Linked DNA regions of Mus musculus: region 2 is linked to region 1. Evidence: chromatin contacts called from public promoter capture Hi-C data. All regions are on one chromosome and are shown on one strand. Each heading gives the region's core, a stretch centred on a gene start, on an enhancer-like site or on the middle of the called end of the contact. The rest is flanking DNA. Distances are from core to core; before and after follow the strand shown. Region 1 holds the start of Akr1c12 (aldo-keto reductase family 1, member C12). Region 2 has its middle 78 kb from the start of Pitrm1.

Region 1 (3,889 bases), core at 464-2,963:
AGTAAGGACACTGTGAGTTATCAAAGCTGAGGCTACAGTAGTGGCCTTGACCTATTCCTGATATTGTGCAACTTTGCAAAAGTAACAAATCCTGTGTATATCTCCAGATTTCTCTGGAGTCTAACAGGAAGGAGATGGACACATTTGAAGTCAAGGGAAGAGGTCCTTTGCCACACATTTAAAAGGTATCAGGAGGAATAGAAAACAAGAAAGGCCCTCCAGGTTCTCAAACAGTCCACTCGATGTTTTTTGTTCTGAGGACAACCATGTTCTAAATCCAAAATACACTAATGAATACCAATAACTCATATTTATCTTTACTAGGTCCTCCTTCTCCCCATCATAATGATGCACTATGAAATTCCAGAAAGTTTTCTACAGTTGAGAGTTATACATGGGAGATCTTACTTAGTTCTTGTAAACATCCACTGTGAGATGCTGATAGCTACCCTGAAACAAAACCAAAGTATTTGCAAATATTTGTTTCAGGCCTTAGTCTCCTACATTGGTTCCCAACCTTCCTAATGCTGCAACTCTTTAATTCATTGCCTCATGTTGTGGGGACCCATAAAATGATTTTGTTGCTACTTCATACTGTAATTGTGCTACTGTTATGCATCATAATGTAAATATCTGATGGCCAGGATATCTTATATGCAAACTTTTGGAAATCCAAAAGAGTTCCAACTCACAGATTGAGAACCACTGATCTACAGGAAGCCACCCTGAGTTACCATGTTCATTTCTGGCACCTTTCCTTTTTGGAATGAAAATTGGTGCTGTAGATTGTGGACATAAACATAAGTCCCCTCCCACACTGCAACCAAGACAGCTGTTGGGCAATCTGGTGACTTTATTCTCCTGTATCAATCTGTGAAGCATGGATACAGGAAAAGCATAGTGCCCAGAATTGTTAGGTGATGGGTCTGTCACTTTAAGCCTGGAGCTCACAGCCAAGTTCTCTCTTAGAGCTGATGGGCTTTGGATGGGAACAGTAAACTCACAAGCAGGCCTAGGCCAGAAAAGTAAATCCAAGAAAAAAAAACAAAACCAAAACCAAAAAAACAACAAAAAGGACACAGCCACATCCTGCCAAGCCCAGATTCCCTAGCTGACAGCAAGAATAACAGGGAAGATAAGCAAACATTTTCCCTGTCTCTGTAGTCACTGACTGAGTAATAGCAAGTATCCCAGTGCCACTGAGGCATGTACCCAAGAGCTTCAATATATGCTACACTATCAACTGCCACCAGGGAAAAATGTCTTTAGAGTTTAGCCTTTCCTATGTTCCCTATAAGCATGCCTCCCTATGGACTGACCAGGAACACGGATCTTTTTCCCAGAAAAAAAGCAAGCATGTTTATAGACCCCGTTCTTTTGCCTGAATCCTCATGCACCCTCCCATGGAACCAGCTCAGTCTCTTACCCATAGCCACCAATTACAGCTGTTACTGTAACCTCTATTTAATAAGAAAAGTCAACAAGTGGGGACACAATCAGACACCGATGCAGGGCAAATCTAACTATCTGCTCTCTTGTACATAGATTAGCTCTAGCCTGGAGATACTGAGAATTCTGTATTCTTACCTCCTTGGGTTTATAGGTGCCAAAGCCCAGGGCAGGAATTAAGTGGCCATCGTTTAGTTTGACATAGTGCTGTTTGGAGCTCATTGTCTCTCACTCCCCTGGCTAAGCACTTCCTGAGTCTTCTGTTGCCCTGAAGCGGAAGTGGGTAAACATTGTATATCAACTTCCTGTCAAATGGTTAGCAAGGGACATTCCCTTTCTGAAAGTTAGCCATGCCTACTCACTGGCTAATGTTTAACTATCTGCTATCCAGCTAATGATTAATCAGTGCTACTGTCTAGCTAATGGTTAACAGTACTGTTGTGTGCCTACTGTTTAAATACTACTATCGTCTCTCTAATGGACACCAACTCAAGGGAGGAGTCAGAAATTTAAAGCAGTATTCCACAAATAAGAACGCAAGCCACTCATTTTCATATGATGGATGAATTTCAAATAAAGTACTATATAATGATAAAGCATTTGTTTTCTGTGTTTTTTCTCTTGTTTATCTCATATATTATATATTATTAGAGAAGAGATTAATTGGATAATTTTGATACTGAAGACATTTATTTTCATTTGGCCAGTATGAAGCCTCTACTTGATCATGCATCACTGAAAATAATGATCTACTGCATACCATACAACATAATTAGCAAAGAAGCCACAATTGAGTTCTTAAAATGATAGGGACACACTCCCCTCACAATATTTCAACCCAAAAATTGCCCTATCTACAAGAAATATCAGGACAAAGATGAAAGAGGGACTAAGGGAATGGCCAAGGAATACCCGGTGCAACTTGAGACCTATCACATGGGCAAGCACCAATCCCTGACACTATTAACGATACTCTGTTATGCTTGCAGATAGGAAGCTAGCATAATTGACCTCTGAGAGGCTTAATCTAGCATCTGAGTGAGACAGATGCAGAGGCCCACAGACAAACATTGGATGGAGCTCAGGCACTCTTGTGATTATTTGTGTGGGGGAGAATTGAGCATCCTGAAGGGGGTAGAAATCCTATATTAAGATCAACAAGGCCAACTAATCTGGACCCTTGGGGGGCTCTCAGAGATTGAACTACCAACCAAAGAGTCTGGCTAGACCTATCCCCCTCCCCCCACATATGTAGTAGTTGTTCAGCTCCATCTTCATGTGGGTCCCCCCAATAACTAGAGCAAATCTATCCCTAAAGGTTTTTTGTGGAATCTGTCCCCCCAACTGGGTTACCTTCTCTCACTTCAGTAGGAAAGGATGCACCTAGCCTTGCAAAAACTTGATGTGCCTGGGTCGGGGGATATCCAGGATACATCCACCCTCTCAGAAGCGAAAGGGAGGGGAAAGGGACTTTGCAAAGGACTGAGGGTACTGTAGTGTGGTCCAGGGGCAGAGTCAGCAGTCAAGATGTAAAGTGAATATGTAAATTATTTACTGAAAAAGAAAAACCTCATGAACTGAATTTAGTCTTCTCAGAATTTTATTTAAAAAGTAATCAACAATTAAAGTTGAAAAGTTTAAACGTTTTGAAATTTCTCCCTGCAATTTTTTCCTGAATTTTTTTATTGTCACTGATAGAATTGTGACCCTGAAATACACAGTAAAGGGGACAGCACAGAATAGTGCTTAGTGGTTGAAAAACAAATGGCAGTTACTGGATTTTTTTTCCTGCACCATGACTTAAACATTTCTGACACATTCATTTCATAGACAAGTTTAATATATTTGCTTCAAATGTTACATATTTCTGTATGTATGCTGAGTGTATCAGAAAAATGTGTCTAATCACTTGGGGATATAGTAACCAGCAATTCATGTGAGATCCAGCTTTCTATATGAGTGCTGGGATACAAACCCTGGTCCCATGAATTCATAGCAACCACTCTTAACCACTGGACCATTTCTTCAGTCCCTGATTTTAGATAACCATAAATAAGATGCTAAAATGCAGATTAATATTTATAGCTTATGTCTTTGTTCAACACTCATTAAAGAACTAAATTGAATGAGATTTAGAGTGGGAGAATAAATTTAAAGTATTGGTGAAATAGTTTTTTTATTCCATTAAGCCTAGAATGCATAGATTTCCACTAAAGCAGAACATATGGGACAGGAATACATAATAATTTTTAATGTCAAGTTGTCATTTCATGTGCATTAAATAACAGGTCAGGCTGAAATTTGTAAAACTTCATTCTTTTTCAAAGAAACAATTAATGATGATTAATAACTTTTCTGTATGCTTTCCAATATTCTAGAATTAATATCTATCAACTTGGAGTCTGAAGAAGTTGTTTACTAGGAAGTATATGAGCGGACA
Region 2 (3,950 bases), core at 468-2,967, 2.2 Mb after region 1:
ACTAATAAGCCATGGTTTATTAGAGTTACCTAGAGGAGCAGAAATAGCTCAAAGACAGGTACATCACCAAAAGCCTACCCCCCACCGCCAACATGGGTGACAGCTCACAAAAGCTTCAAACTTGAAGCTCACAGTATAACAGGCAGGCAGCTAGAGAGGTTGTAGGGTGTCTACTTCAGGCAGTTAGGTGGTTTGAGCCTCTTCTGGAGAGCTCAATTTGTCTGAGTATGTCTCTCGTCAGTCTTTACTGCTTATACCTGCTTGGAGAAGGAAATTCTTAGTGAATCTGGTTAGTTTCAGGAACTTCCTAGACTTGTTGAGTTGTTAACTTCTTGAATTTTATTAGCTTTTTCTGCAGGATAGAAGGTTGTACCTCTGTCTCAGATAGCCAGAGTCTTAAGTAGCTTCTCTCCAAGGAGAAATATTTAATTTCTGAGGAAACTGCTCCACAGCAAGGCTAGGTCATACAGAACCACACAGTCTGCCATGGAACCTGCCTCCATTCTCACAAGCTCTCCTGCACACACACGCGGATGCTATAATTTGAGATCCTGAGAGAATCCTCGAGGTATGGCTGGCCAGGAACATCTTTACCCTAAGAGAAAGACTACTGTACATTTGTACATATCAGAGTTCACTATACTCTGAAAGAGTCTTCCTTGAAGAAAGGTGAAAGCTTGCAGGACAAGCAGTACCACACTGAACTCACAAAGTGATATAGCTCCATCCTGCTAGCATCCTGAAGAAGAGTGAGATGGACATTGAGGGCAAAGGGTTAGTGAAAGATCCTGAGAGAGAGCGAAAATTATTTAAGCCCCTAGACCTGTGTCATTAATGGCAGGGAGTAGAACTTGCCCCATTGTTGCAGGAAATGTTTGTACAGAATACTCTAACCATTCCTTAAATCCATTATGCAAACTTGCTAGCTTGCCAAATGCTATAGCCCAATGCCAGGTGTTTGCGGTTTCTGCCTTTATAAACCCCTTACCCCTTGAGCTCGTGGTCGACTCCTCTACCCCTGCGTGGGATATGAGTCGTCCCCAGTGCACTGTTCTTTCCCGAATAAACCTCTTGCAGTTTTCATCAAGACCATTTCTCGTGAGAGATTTGGGGTGTCACCTCTCCTGAGTCAGAACGTGGGGGAGTCCTCACGTTGTGGGTCTTTCATTAGAAGTCAAGGCACTGAGATATTTGAGATTGTATAGACCATAGGTATATTTGTGGGGTGTATATTTTCTATTTATATTCCAAGTAGTATGCATAGATTTTTATTAGACTCTGTCATGGTCCTCAACTTTCACCTTCACACATTCCCCTCCTACATTACTAAGTGAAGGAACGTCAGTTCTTGCTATGAATCACAGTCACCGGTAAGCAACTGAGATTTTGTGTCAACTTCTTGAAACCTGGAAGAAGCCCAACTGCACTTGTGTTGATTTGTGTAATGGCACTGGGGTCTGTGGTATAGGAAGTCACTGAGTCTGCCAACTCGTGCTTTGAACATGACTATACCCCATATAATAATTACATATATGCATTTCAAAACTGCTAGAGGATGCTATGCGCTGAGTGTTTGCTATTCCAAAGCTCATCCTGCTCTTTATCATTCACTGACGTTGACCCTTAATGAAGAGGGAGACAGCTCACTTCCTTCAGCATCTAAAGAAGACAGTGTTTACTGCAGCCTCCGAGGAGATAATTATCGGCCGCACTGCCACCTGCTGGAAGACTCAGAAGAAAGCTTCCTTCCCTTCTTGGAAAAACCCCTGGGGAGAGAGCCCAAGAGACAAAGGTCACCTGCGATGAGTTTCCCCAGCAAGACTATAACTTGAGACTTATTTTCAAAACCAGCCTCGTCCAGTCCATTCAGAATGCAGAGCCCCTCCCAGGAGTTCTTTCTGCTCAGTGGAGGCTGAAACTGATGGGCAGTCAGCCAGGAAGTGCCTGAAGCTTTGGTTCAAAAATGAGATTCAGAGCATGTGTTGGACTGTGACAAGGGAAGTGAAGGACATCGCTCATGCTCACACATGCCTATGCCTGGGTTGTTCCTCTCAGAGGCTCTGTGGTACACTCCCACCATGCACTCTCTCTCCTCCTCCATCTCCTGAACCTTTCTCCCTCCCTCCTCTCTCCATGTTATTTATCTTCATCTCTCTTTATGTCACCACAATGTCTAATACACACACACTATGCAGGTTCACACATACACCCAGATACATACCTGCCCACACATACACACAGCATTATCACCACACGCATGGACACACCATACAGACACGTGTGTTCACAGGTGTGCCAACGCGCCTCATAGGCAGAGAGAGTCTTGAGGTCGGCAGCTTACTATGCAGGCTGTTAAGCTCTCATAAATACCTAGAATATCAAAAGACAGATTTGTCCAAGACCTGTGCATTTCCTATTTGTAGTTCACTAATTGTCTACTTTATGTGACTGCTAATGCTTACTCAATATGCAGGAAATTGACATAATGACAGAGTTGGATGTGTTCTCGGCCCTGGGGTTCTAATATGCCTGATTTCAGTCAGCATGCATAAACGTGGAGTATTCAGGGTCTCCGACATGATGAGGAGTTTACGGAGACTGGATTGCTTCTAGAAACACCCAAGACAACGAAACATGGCATGATATGATTGCCATGGTAACGAGGGTATTCCAAATGAAAATCACTACGGTGCATCACTAATTTAGGGCTCCACTAAACACCAAATAATATTTCTCTTAAGAATGCTGAGCTGTGGTTCCTGGTAATGCAGGGTCCTGTAGCAAATGCCACACTGCAGAAGAAAAGTACAGGGGAAATTCTCCGCATACTGTGCAGGGTTACTGTGGATACCCCAAGGGTGGGAGTCAGACCACATCCACTCATGGTGGTTCATTTAGAGAAGTTCTTAATATATTGCAACTGCGACATACACTAGTAATTTTCCAAACCTGGGATTTGGTTTAGAAATCAGCTCAAATCTGGTTGGCCCTTGTGTCTAGTCTAAGCTGAATCATTATTCCTGCATGTGGCTCAAACCGCATAATGGTATAAGAGGTGCAGGCATGAAAGGAACGTGTTAGAGGCACAGCTAGGAATCCGCAGCCAAGAGAGGCCCGATCCTGTCTATTTTCACACCCTGGCTGCTCATTGCATATGCAAAGAAGCAGCCTCAACTTTCTCAGGTCACACAGCATCAGCCTCGTGCCTCAAGCTCTTTTTCATTTTATTTGGATTGGTTCAAAGAAGAGGCTCCTTGCAAATCCTAATTCTCACCTCTGCAACGACAGGGCTAAATTAAAAGAAGAGCATTAGTCTGGTTTACTTTTCTTTCAGGGGTTTTCTAAGAAATGTTCCCTTCTATTTCTGCCCTCTGGTTCCTTTTTGTCTCCCTTAATAGTTGCCCACTGAAGGTCAAACACAGAAGACATGAAGCATAATGCGAACAGCGGGGATCCCAGAGACACACAGCCTGCATTCCGAAATCTACTTTGACTTTGAACTTGGCTTTGGAAAAGTTACAATTTGTTTTCAACCTGATCAGTAAAATCGAGGTCAGCTACATGAGAGGTGACTGGGGTGTGTCCGGTGTCCTGTCCATGCCCGCTAAGTGCTTGTCAGTCTCCATATGCCCTGCAGCCTACCTGAGGATTGAATGGGGTCCTTATGCTAGACCAAGTGGGAGCCTTTAGAAATCTTATAGACCCATTAGAAATCACCCTTACACTGCCCTGGAGAGTATCCGAGGGTTCTGTCCACAGGGGGTAAAAACGAGATCCTCCCTCATTAAGGCTATGCTATTAACTCGGAAGTTCTTGCACATTCGCTGAATGAACTTCCAAACAAAAAATAAAAAATTCTGTAGCTTAGAATCATAGTTTTCCTAAATGCTGAAATAATTTTATGCCATTTCCCCTACTAATTACCATCTCATTATTATTAGAAGAACGCT

What was found. Promoter capture Hi-C pulls out the DNA fragments that hold promoters and counts their contacts.
Region 2: a promoter capture Hi-C map of hippocampal neurons shows a contact between it and region 1, with 5 times the contacts expected there. The contact joins the enhancer-like site here to the promoter of Akr1c12 in region 1. A contact is called at or near these places in 6 of 39 promoter capture datasets (cranial neural crest, embryonic stem cells, hippocampal neurons and 2 more), 1 of 115 datasets of contacts at active chromatin or transcription factors (astrocytes) and 1 of 9 other capture datasets (liver).

Annotation. Positions count from the first base shown.
Region 1 is chr13:4,277,686-4,281,574 of GRCm38.p6, forward strand. It overlaps Akr1c12 (aldo-keto reductase family 1, member C12), which reads right to left and starts at 1,714. Exons shown (of 9, transcript NM_013777.2): 1 at 1,588-1,714. The coding sequence starts at 1,671.
Region 2 is chr13:6,467,799-6,471,748 of GRCm38.p6, forward strand. No RefSeq gene overlaps it. Among named protein-coding and RNA genes, the nearest start is that of Pitrm1, 78 kb to the right of the region's middle. Within about 2 kb of position 1,718, at least 50 of the 459 cell types and tissues checked have an H3K27ac peak or open chromatin away from gene starts, as enhancers often do. A contact at or near this core is called in astrocytes and hippocampal neurons, where this site is marked.